Regions from separate parts of the Aedes albopictus genome. Here region 1 is linked to region 2. Evidence: chromatin contacts called from public Hi-C data. All regions are on one chromosome and are shown on one strand. The core of a region is the stretch at or near the end of the contact, and the rest is flanking DNA. Distances in the headings are between cores, read along the strand shown. Region 1 holds the start of LOC109429690 (mucin-5AC). Region 2 holds the start of LOC109429924 (5'-3' exoribonuclease 2 homolog).

Region 1 (2,700 bases), core at 27-2,526, 780 kb before region 2:
GTGACAACGCGTTCTCTGGTAGAGCAAATTGGAGCTATCAATGTTGTGCAGTTTATTTTGTCTGCTCAGAAGTATCGAATCCTGTCACTATTACACACAATATGGAAACAACATGTGCATTTCATGCTTACTATGGCCATTGTATTGTTTAAACATTGTGAAAACTCACGAAAGCTAAACTGCCCATAACTGCATAACAGTCACATTCGACAAAAGTAGGCATTGGAGAAAATTGAGCTCAAAGTTTGCAACTTGCACTAGTATGGAAAAGGATCTAAATTTCTAAAATTTGGCAAAAATTCAAAGTAATTTACTTCGCAATGAAATCTTCTACAGCTCTTCTTGTATGCTGGGCGAATAGTTCAAAAAAATATTAGAGCAAAATATGATTGGTTGTACATTATGAGACGTTATGTATTTCCAGTGTGACTGTTATGCGGTTACATTCGTTAATATTTGTTAATGAGACAAAACGACTTGGTATTTTTTTCACATTTTTTGGAACAAACTTGTAAAGTTCATTTGGATAGATGAAAGTACTGATGATTTGGAGATGAGCCCCGGTATCAACTCAATTTTGACAAAAACTGCAAATGTTACAAATATGCAGTTATGGGCAGTAAAATTAATCGTCGAACTTGCAAAAAGGAAAGATAAACAATTATTCATATATCGTTAATGGTATCGTTATCATAAGTGTAATAATACTCGTAAAGTATTGAATAATGTCAATTCAGAAACTTCAATCATCGAATCATAAACCCATCGTTGCTGTTGTAATAATCATTCCACGAATTAAATTCTTATGATATGAACGATAGCTTGAACGATATATTTCTATGCGGGTATACGTCGTTTTCAAAATTTGTTACTGAATTCTAGTTTCGGCGTTGCCAACCTTCCAGATTTATCTGGATTTATCCAGATTTTTGAGGTCTCATTTAACAAAAGTCTGGAAGATCCAGACATTTATTTTCCGGATTTGTAAGGTTTTGCTCGGAATTTGTAAGGTTTTTGCCCGGAATTTGTAAGGTTTTTACGCAAATCCAGACTTTTCCAGACAAATCTTCCTAAATCATCCAGATTTTTCCAAAATTCACCTGGCGCTAGGATGTTTCGTGTAGCTTGTTTGTTGCTGACAGTCAGTGGCTGCGTTATTTGTTGCTCCGTTTTGACTAGTCCGTTCCACCCACAATTTCCAATTGGAACGACTGTCAGTTGTGTTTGTGTGTGTGAAATCATCTTTCATTGTGTAATGTGTCATTCATAAAACAGTACTCCGTTGTTGCTCAGCCAAAGCAGCATCGACGAAAACGACGGAGCACCAACAGAGAGCAGGCCACCAATGAGAAGGAAAGAGTTGGAAAATACAGGTGTGTTGCAGCCAGAGTACCAGCAGGGCCCAGAGTGAGTAGTGTGTCATATTTTTTTCCCTGGTCTATCATTCAAGTGAGCGAATTTACCTGGAACGGAACTTTAATTGATTCTCCATTCGCAGTAGAAACAAAGGGGAAAAGAACGGAGTTCCTGAGTTCGGTGGCTGGTAAAAGTGCTATATTTGTGGCAAGGTAACGTCCGACTACATACAACGGAAGTTGGCCTTTGTTCAGGAGTTTTGGATGTGAAGAAAAAGTGTTTCTTCGAGCTGCACCATCATCGATCGATTTTGCTTGGATGGCTGGTTGGTTGGCAGCTGCGAGAAAAAGAGTTTCTGGAAAATTTGCTGGAAACGTCATATGATTAGGTTGTTGGAGCTAATTTCAGGAAGGTTAGTTTCTTTGTTTAATGCATGCTATTTTGATTGTTAATTTTTAATTACCTCATTTACAGATACTGAATTCAGTCCTGATTCATCATAATTAGATATAACGAGAGAAGTTTCAAGGTCACTACAATATGTCTAGTCAAATTCCTCCACTGGTTTGTCATACTCCGCCTCCAATGGATTTCGACGATGAGGAGGAGGATGAAGTGGATTTGCCGGACCCGGAGGATGATTTTGACGACTTCAATTCGGTACCACCTGCCGAAGGAAGTGAAGATTTGCCAACGCCTGTGCCACCTCCACTGCCTGATTTCGATTCCCCTGTGAGACGAGTCCGAAAATCACCTTCGGTAGAAGGAAGTCCACGGAAAGAAGAAAAAGTCATTTCGCCTCTTCCGATCCCACAAGCCGTACCGGAAGATGTGACATGTGAAGTGGAACCGGACCAATCGAGGAACGAAAGTCCACCGTCCTTGATACTATCTCAAAACAACTTTTCTGAGAATGATGTTCCAAGTGATGACGAATTTCAAGATTTCGCTTTTCACCCACCGCAACCACAAGAAGAGTCGAGCATACCGGGAGCCGAGGACAATATTAGCATACCGTCCTTGCACCTAGATGCAGAAGTTTCGAAATCTGCTACACCAGTTCAGCTGTCAGAAAATGAAACCAGCGAACGGGATTCTTCACCTCAAGAACTCGACCCGGACCATCCGGCCCCGGAAGCGGTTCCGGATCCCGCCGCCATCACCCCTATTGCGGCCGAAGATCCCTGTAGCCGTTTCGACGACAACACCGAAAATGATTTTACTGATTTTACTACCGCCTCGAACGAAAGATCTGCGGTCCTGGAAGTGCCCACAGCCAACGATGTGTCCTTCGACGATGACTTCGCTCACATCGAATCAACACCCTCGGCGGACAGTAACTTC
Region 2 (2,700 bases), core at 112-2,611:
TTTATCCGAATCACTATGAATTATTTAAAGGCCGTTTCATAATAGTTGGGCCTTATGGAAATCTTAAGGTTATTTGGCTGAGTAACAGTTAAGCAGGGGGATGACGAAGGGCCATCAGAATCAGACTCAGCATTCGATTCAACATGGCGTCCAATGTTTTTGTTTTTATTGCTTTGTTCATGGCAAAAATACGCTTAAAACAACGACACTGCTTCACGGAGCAAAATCAGTGTAGTTTGAAACAACAAACAAGTTTGTTGAATTTCAGGCTAAATAATTAGTTGTTTTAAACACTGAAGTTTTGTTACATTAAACTAGAAATTACGGTTTGAAACAAACCAGCTGGTTTGTGCGTTTGTCTGTGCTACATTTTTGAGTATATTTTAGCAAGCGCCGTATGCAGTGCCCTATTATAATAGAGTTAATAAACTATAGAGGAAGAATGTCGCTGGCGTCGCTGCCGAAACATCTCTTGCTGGCGGAGATAGGCCGGGCTATAAGTGTCAAAGCGAAAAAGTATGCAGTTTGACAGATAGATACCCGACATGTTTGCGAGCGAGAACAAAGGGAACAGCAGCGTTCGTCCTCTATAGTTTATTAAGGGTGTGAACCATTTCACTTATTCGTTTAACTTTTAGTTAAAATATGACACTTTGGTGGTTATTTTTCATCGGATGGTTTAAAAATAACCACGAGGGCGACCCATTTGAAATGTGACAAACGAGTAGTTATTTGGAACAAAATACAGTACGCAGCCAAATCATTGCGAACAAAAAATAACTATCGAACTGTCAAAACTAACCCTGGTCGGGAGTAGGGTTATTTTTAACCGGACGCAAAATAACTGTCGAAGTGTCAAATTTTAACTAAAAGTTAAACGAACAAGCGAAATGGTTCACACCCTAACTCTACACGGAACTACAAATCAACCCAAATTTAAGTTGTTTTGACGCAATCCCGGTCTTCCGTGGAATAACTCAAATTTGCGTCAAACAGCGAAAGTGGTGAGTGAGTAGTTCTCGTTTGAGAGCGGCAAAAAAAATTAACCCACTGGTGAGTTATTTTCACCCAACGGAGGCCTCAAATGACGCAAATTTGGGTTAACTCAAGAAAACCCAAATTTGGCTTCTTCCACGGAAGAGCAGCGGATGCGTCGGTGCTTCTCTCTTTGTTTTCGACAACATTGCGGTGGGGCGAGGGAGAAAACAACCCAACTTTGAGTTAAAACTAAAAGCAGTTTAGCCAAATTTGAGTTTTTAAAACTTATTTTTTGGGTTTTAATATTTTTCCGTGTATTCCTATTATGGACGGATCCATGGCTGCGTCCTGATGCACTTGTTTTGCGTGTCAGTTCACAGTCAAACGTCACCGTGCGTCATCGATCGAATGTGTTTGGTGTGAGGTCGCATCGTCTTCAGCAGCAGCGCGAGCGATTTTCATCTTTCGCTCGGAAGAAAAGTTTTTGTTTGCCCCGTGGCAAAAAACGCGCATATTTCCGTGTGAAAAGCTCCGATTTACATCCGCGAAGTGACCGGTGTGGTACAGATCTTGAAAGGAGGAAAGCCGAAACGCCGCTGCCATGGGAGTACCAGCATTCTTTCGCTGGTTGTCGCGGAAGTATCCGTCCGTAATCATCGAGTGCGTGGAGCAGAAGGTGAGGATTGGTTTTGGTAATTTTAGGATGTTTTGAGGGAATATTCAGTGCGCTGTTATAATAATTTGCTGCGATATTAAATTTAGTTAAGATTTGTGATGATTTTTGGTAAGATTCCTTTGGAATTTTCCATAACCTCATTGTATGTCATTGTACACCATCTTTGTTTTGTTCCGCTGTTTGATAACAGACTAATGTTTATTTATGGCTTTGTCTTGCAGCAATCCGATGAGCACGGAAATCCGTTGTACGACGATATGACCCAACCAAACCCGAACAAGGTGGAGTTTGACAATCTGTATCTGGATATGAACGGGATTATCCATCCTTGTACGCATCCGGAGGACAAACCGGCCCCGAAGGACGAAGACGAGATGATGGTGGCCATCTTCGAGTGCATTGATCGTTTGATGAACATTGTGCGGCCGCGGAAGTTGCTCTATATGGCGATTGATGGTGTGGCCCCGCGAGCTAAAATGAACCAACAGCGATCACGACGGTTCCGAGCTTCTAAGGAAGCTGCGGAAAAAGCGGCAGAGGTCCAGAAGATCCGCGAGGAGTTGAAGGCCAAGGGATGCATTTTACCTCCGGAGAAAGAGAAGGGAGCTCACTTTGATTCCAATTGCATCACTCCTGGAACGCCGTTCATGGACAGGCTGAGTAAATGCCTGCAATACTATGTGCACGATCGGATGAACAATAATCCCGGTTGGAAAGGGCTGAAGATCATTTTGTCGGATGCTAATGTTCCCGGCGAAGGTGAACATAAAATTATGGACTATATTAGGAAGCAGAGAGCGCAACCGGATCACGATCCGAACACGCATCACGTCCTTTGCGGTGCGGATGCCGATTTGATCATGTTGGGTCTGGCCACTCACGAGACGCATTTCACCATAATCAGGGAGGAGTTCTTGCCCAACAAGGAACGACCTTGCGATATCTGCCAGATAATGGGTCATGAAATGAAGGATTGTACCGGGTTGCAATCGGAACGGGACATTAACCGGACGCCACCTCCCCCGGGCGCTGAGACCCAGTTCATT

The links. A called contact is a pair of places that touch in the nucleus more often than the background predicts.
Region 1: a Hi-C map of whole body shows a contact between it and region 2, with 5 times the contacts expected there. The contact joins the promoter of LOC109429690 here to the promoter of LOC109429924 in region 2. A contact is called at or near these places in 2 of 3 Hi-C or Micro-C datasets (embryo and whole body).

The regions. Positions count from the first base shown.
Region 1 is chr1:230,065,399-230,068,098 of AalbF5, reverse strand. It overlaps LOC109429690 (mucin-5AC), which reads left to right and starts at 1,276. Exons shown (of 7, transcript XM_019705704.3): 1 at 1,276-1,407; 2 at 1,499-1,768; 3 at 1,831-2,700. The coding sequence starts at 1,897.
Region 2 is chr1:229,283,992-229,286,691 of AalbF5, reverse strand. It overlaps LOC109429924 (5'-3' exoribonuclease 2 homolog), which reads left to right and starts at 1,361. Exons shown (of 4, transcript XM_029870852.2): 1 at 1,361-1,654; 2 at 1,876-2,700. The coding sequence starts at 1,580.